Linked DNA regions of Sus scrofa: region 1 is linked to region 2. The links are chromatin contacts, called in public HiChIP or PLAC-seq maps. All regions are on one chromosome and are shown on one strand. Each heading gives the region's core, a stretch centred on a gene start, on an enhancer-like site or on the middle of the called end of the contact. The rest is flanking DNA. Distances are from core to core; before and after follow the strand shown.

What was found. HiChIP or PLAC-seq counts read pairs in DNA pulled down with a chosen protein or histone mark.
Region 1: an H3K27ac HiChIP or PLAC-seq map of alveolar macrophages shows a contact between it and region 2. The contact joins two enhancer-like sites. A contact is called at or near these places in 2 of 47 Hi-C or Micro-C datasets (liver and skeletal muscle) and 1 of 2 datasets of contacts at active chromatin or transcription factors (alveolar macrophages).

The regions. Positions count from the first base shown.
Region 1 is chr8:70,168,031-70,171,114 of Sscrofa11.1, reverse strand. No RefSeq gene overlaps it. Among named protein-coding and RNA genes, the nearest start is that of MTHFD2L, 10 kb to the left of the region's middle. Within about 2 kb of position 1,769, at least 2 of the 83 cell types and tissues checked have an H3K27ac peak or open chromatin away from gene starts, as enhancers often do. A contact at or near this core is called in alveolar macrophages, where this site is marked.
Region 2 is chr8:70,079,602-70,082,903 of Sscrofa11.1, reverse strand. No RefSeq gene overlaps it. Among named protein-coding and RNA genes, the nearest start is that of PPBP, 60 kb to the right of the region's middle. Within about 2 kb of position 1,478, at least 5 of the 83 cell types and tissues checked have an H3K27ac peak or open chromatin away from gene starts, as enhancers often do. A contact at or near this core is called in alveolar macrophages, where this site is marked.

The DNA.
Region 1 (3,084 bases), core at 520-3,019, 88 kb before region 2:
GATGGTCTGATGTGTTACCTGTCATGGGGAAGAAATGCACCTCACCCAGAAATACACAGAGGGTCTCTTTCTGGAGGTTTTGTCTCAACATCCCGTAGAATCTGGGTGTAACCAGGGTGGAGCTGGCCTCACCAAGGCAGAAGTCATGAAAGAAAAGGGAGATAATGATCCTGGCATCAAGGTTTGGCTCTGCGCTGAACAGGTTTCATAACCTTGGGCAAGTCAGTTAATTTCCTTTTGCCTCACTTCCTGTCACTAGCAAATCGCAGTGGAAAGAAAACGATTAGACTGACTAGGACCCTTCATTAGCTGAGAAACATCTGGAAGGCCCAAGAAAACCCTCCTATAGCAGGGGATGTACAAACTAAGAGCCAGGGAATAAGTAAGAAGTCACCAGATGAACATAAGTAGGAGGTGATAAGATGAAAGATGTACCAGTTAGAGGGAAGAGCATCTGTAAGACCCTGAGCTCAAACAGAAATTGTGTTTGCAGAGAACCAAGAAGTGATTCGATATTCTAGAACATAGTTTTCTAGGGATGAAGTGAGAAAACCTAAAGTGTAAGCCGTTAAGTCATTTGCTCCAGGTCACATGGCTAATAAGGGTCCGATCTCTGAGTTGAGCACGCATGTCTGCACCAGGACCTGCATATAAACGAATTGTGTACAGCTTCTCTATAGTACCATACAAACAGGAGAAGATCATGACCGAGGGCAAAACAGGCCTAATATTCCCCAGTGTCTCTAGGAGATTATAGAGTGAATATTCACTTGATCTTAAAAAGAAAAATAAAGGTGAGAATGCCAAAATGATCACCATTACGTATATAGAATTAGGTCACTAAAGTAAGGAAGCTAAACTTAGTCAAATCATTCAACAGATAACCTATGAACCTTTGTTTCTACTCTTGTCCTATGCAAATAGAGAGAGCAACTTAATATGAATTTTATGACTAATGCAAAAAAAAAGGGTGTTTTATTTTGTTTTTTTTTTTCCTTTTAGGGCCACCCTTGCAGCATATGGAAGTTCCCGGGCTAGGGGTCTAATCAGAGATGAAGCTGCTGGCCTATTCCACAGCCATAGCAACACCAGATCTGAGCTGCATCTGCCACCTATACTGCAGCTTATGGCAGTGCTGGATCCTTAATCCACTGAGCAAGGCCAGGGATCCAACCCACATCTTCAAGGATACTAGCTGGGTTTGTTTCCACTGTGCCACAATGGGAACTCCAACAAACTTTTAATTATTAGTTTTCTTTTTAAAACCTGCTTTCTACTGACTAAATTTTTACTGAACTCTGAAAACCCCTGGTCATTGCGATTATTTTACAAACAAAACAAAACCCCAATCAGATCAATTCAGTTTTATATGGACTTAATATTGGGGTGAACTGTGTTATATATACCACTCAGCATTGACTCATGGAAGGTTACACTGATTGAAGAGCTCATCTTTGTCCTCTGCGTTCTATTGTTTTACTGTGAGGTGACAAGATGTGGAATTATTTCTGTTGGTCGTGCATGTGATTTGTTGGGCCCCTGAATCAGAGGCTTGTTGTCTTTGATGGCCATGGAGCTGCATCACTCATAGCCACTTACAGTAGAACCTTCCGCAGGAGTTCAGGGGATGTCCCAGGGTGGCAGGCGGCTTAACAGTGTCCTTTACTAGTGCTCTTCTCATTTTGATATTGTTTCTGTATACTTCTCTGCTGGCCTTCCCTGTACTTCCCCACTGCAGATGTGCTCTGCAATCCTTGTCACAGAGTCTGCTCTCATTATTCCTTTTCTACCCAATGCTTTATCAGCTGTGGGGGAAGTTGAACCTTCAGCCACACTGTGTTGGAGTTCAAGGATTTCCTCCAAAGGAGGAAGAGGAGGGAGGACATTTTGCTTAATTTTTTCCTAGTAATATACCTATGTTTTGATCTGCAAAAGACAACTTACAGACATTATAATCACTCACATGTCTGATAGAGGTAACAGGTCTCATTACATAAAAGGCATAGTTGTAATTCAAATCTAGAGCAGAGCTTTTGTTTAAATAGGAATCTATTTACGAAGAAAAATGTTTGCCTCAAGATACTTTGGCATGTACTGTACCTGTCTTTCTCTTTTTGATAATGATCATCACCCATACATTTTCAAGAGCCAAACAAATTAATGTTCTTTCACTGTGACTCTAAAAGGAGACTATTTGAATGACTAAAAGTGGAAGCACTGCCTTTAAAAATTGATTTATTTAAAATTCTAAGGTAGGAGTTCCTGTCGTGGCGCAGTGGTTAACGAATCTGACTAGGAACCACGAGGTTGTGGGTTTGATCCCTGGCCTTGCTCAGTGCGTTAAGGATCCGGCATTGCCGTGAGCTGTGGCGTAGGTTGCAGACACGGTTCAGATCCCACGTTGCTGTGGCTCTGGCGTAGGCCAGCAGCTACAGCTCCGATTAGACCCCCTAGCCTGGGAACCTCCATATGCCCCTGGAGTGGCCCTAGAAAAAGCAAAAAGACAAAAATAACATAACATAACATAACATAAATAAAATAAATAAAATAAAATAAAATAAAATTCTAAGGTAATTTAATGTTACTGAGTGAGCTTTCAAAAACAACTACAAAACATATGTATTTCAAACTAAATTTGTCTCAGATATCACACTAACCGTATACTTAGAATACAATGTTCTGTATCTACTACCACAATTTTCTACCATCGACCATAAATAATGTCAGTTACAATGTAAGGTAGGACCTTTGTAGCCATAAGCCAATCAGAACACATTATTAATATGTATGTAATATGTACTATGTACAAGGTTCCTTGCTGAATCAGAGCTACAGCTGTCAGCCTACACCACAGCCACAACCACAGTAACGCTGGATCCTTAGTCCACTGAACAAGGCCAGGGATTGAACCTGCGTCCTCATGGATGAGAGTCAGATTAGTTTCCCCTGAGCCACGACAGGAACTCCATGTGTTCTGTGTTAGGTTTGGGAACCTACACAAGTATCTTCCAAGCTCCCACGAAAGACTATTTACAATATCTTGTTGAGCATTATCTCTCTGGCAATCTTTTTGGTCTATTTTTG
Region 2 (3,302 bases), core at 229-2,728:
TCACCTTTACTAACAAGAAAGCTGATGTTAGAGCTTGTGTTTTATATCTGTGAGTAGGTGAACTTCCGAAACTTGATCCCCAGAATTAGGCAGATGAACCTACCCTGGCATAAAGTGGCTTGGAAAATCTCATACTTCTCCTGTGGGGTAACCTTCCCATACCCAGGAGAGAGCACAGCAGATCATGTCCTGTAGGTGAGCAAGTCACTCCCCCGCGAAAACTGAGAGGGAAGTGTTAAGTCATACAAGGCCTGTTAATTTATTACAAACGCACCCACTTAAATAGGTTAGTTTTCCTCTCAGAAGCTGAGACATTGGACTGGTTAACCTCACAATACCCCCTCTTCTTCTCCATAGGTAGATACCTCATGAGGGCGTAGAAGCAAGTTTACAGGTAAAATACCTGCTTTTCCTGAGCTGTACAACCTACAGTTCAACCTGTACCACCACCTGTGATCTGTTCTTTGGCGGTAGGTTGGGTGCCAGGTTCTTCACCTTCGTACATTACAACTCCCCTGGGTCAATACTGAGATGGATCAAGAAAGGATATAATAAGGAAACTGACCTTTATGAAGGCAGTATTTTATACCCATTTTTTTTACTGAATGGAAAAAAAATGGAGCTTTAAAGATGTTAAGCTCCATTCCACATTCCAATATTTCTAAGAAGTATATTTTATCACCTTTTCACATCCCTGAAATCACAATATGCTTACTGCTAATGGAAAACAGAGATTATTTGACTGACTTTTCCCTTTCTAAATGGTACATACAATAAGAATGTCATAGCCCATAGTATCTCAGATTCGATAAGTAGCTAATAAATGATGATCCTAGAATTTATCCTCTGGGTTGGGTGATTTAAAACCTTAGGTTATTTTCTGGCTGCAATAATATTCCCCTAAAATACACAAGCAGTTAAGGCACCATACATTTCCTGTTCTTTCCCCACCTCATTTCATTTATTGTCGTTCAGTTTAGTGTTTGGTCTTGCTTGGCTCCATCTGTATAGAATTATGCTCCCCAGGAGCCAAATTCCTTCTTTCCTTGTGAACTGGAGGCTGCTTAATGTGTTCTGTGAGGTAGACAGAGGAAACATGTTTGTTATCACAAGTTGAACTAACGGTGATTGAATGTTCCTGCAGCTGGGTCTTGTTAGAAGTTAAAAACTTGGGCTGTCACATTACTTTATGTAAACCCTACTTAAGTGGAATGTGAGGGAAAAGACTTGGGAACTTTTTTTATTGCTCAAGACTATTCTTTGTTGCAATTGAGAAATGTGGGAAATAACTGAAGTGATTAATATTACGGATGGTTTCTCAAGCCGTACTTTGAAATTGTTTTCAATTAAATAAATCTTAAGTGTCTGCTTTGTGCAAACCATGAACTAATTGCTTCAGGGGATAAGATATGCCACCTGCCATCAAGAATCTACATGATCTGAAAAGGGAACCGCTGAGTGCATGCCGCTGAATGACTAAAGGATGGGGGAGTAAGAGAGGGTCAGAGAGATGATACGGGGTTTTGAAGGAGGAAGAAATCACATGTGTATAAGGCGATCAAGAAGAGCATTGCAGAAGCAAATAGCAGAGCTTTGAAAACTTGGGTAAAATTTTTCTCAAGTAAGTATGGGAGCGTGACTTCCAGTTTCCAACAATAGCAGGTTATTTGGATCCTGTCCTGCAAAAATAAATAAATAAATAAATAAATAAAATAAAATAAAATAAATAAAAATAGTAAATAAAACATTAAGAAATCTTTCAATAATTGAGTAAAAAATGAATTGCTAGGTTAAAATTCGAAGAACATCTGGAAATCAGGTAAATGAATGGAGTATGCAAGACCCCTTTGTCCTAACGAGATTTGTTAATTACCCCAAGTTTTTGTTGTTGTTGTTGTTTTGTTTTGTTTTGTCTTTTTGCCATTTCTTGGGCCGCCCCAGCGGCATATGGAGGTTCCCAGGCTAGGAGTCCAATCGGAGCTGTAGCCACCGGCCTACACCACAGCCACTGCAACGCGGGATCTGAGCTGAATCTGCAAACTACACCACAGCTCAGGGCAACGCCAGATCCTTAATCCACTGAGCAAGGCCAGGGATCAACCCGCAACCTCGTGGTTTCTAGTCAGATTCATTAATCACCGAGCCAGGAGGGGAATTTCTCTTACCCCAAGTTGAATGTTATTTTGAACTCCTATGGATAATGGCCAGCCTAATAAAAGACTGCCTTGGATAAGTTCATAACCTAGGAGATGGCACAGACAGAATACAGAAGAACCAGGTGTAAATTAGCTCATATTTCACTTTGGATGATAAAGCATGGGTAATATTAAACCTCAAACTAAGACTTAAGGTGATCCCAGACCAGTGGCAATATGGAGCACAAACCAAGGTGGAGAAAGGCAAGGAGCAGCACATGGGCATGCGTGCTAGCAAGTTCAGTACATTCTCTTCACTCTTGTTAAGAATAAGACCATATCAAGGCGGAAACTGAGAATGTGTAAGGGTGCGCGTGTGCACAATGTGTGTCTCAGTGACACTATAAAGTGATACTTTGCCTCTAGCTATTACTTTTTTTTTAAGCTGGTAACTTCAATGATAAGAAATATGCTTGCATTTGTAATTTTCTCAAATTAAGTCTATGGCCATACCATGCCAAACATGTCTGAACCTGTCTGTAATTTTCTCAAATTAAGGTGGCAGGTGAATATTTAAGTAAAAAATATCCAGTTGAAAGTTTTACCCCTGTCACACATCTTTCCTGTCATGAGATAATTTCTCTTATTCTAATAGTACTGAGTATTGAGTGTTGAGCCATTTCAAAGAATTTCTGTCTTCAAAATACACTAATCATGGGACTCCCCTTGTGGTGCAACAGATTAAGGATCCTGCATTGTCACTGCCTTGGCCCGGGTCACTGCTGTGGCAGGGGTTCAGCCCATGGCCAGGAAACTTCCACATGCTGCAGGTGCAGCCAAAACAAACAAACAAACAAACACTAATCATGGGTCAATGTCCTCTGAGAACTTGTAATCAAAGAAGCAACTTTTCTCAGAGAGTATGGCAGATATTTTCTCTCCATTATTTGGACAATTGTCAGGTGTCACATATTTGGTGCATTCATGTTAAGAGCCAGGCCATTCGTTATGTGAAATACAAATATAAAATACAAAGTTGGGTTTTTTTCTTTCGGTCTCCATTGCTGGATCGTCTTTAACTTTCTGACCTCTAAATGCTGGCATGTACCTACCTCCATCCTGTGTGACCTCTTCTCAGTTTTATCTACAGTCATGACCTATATTAAC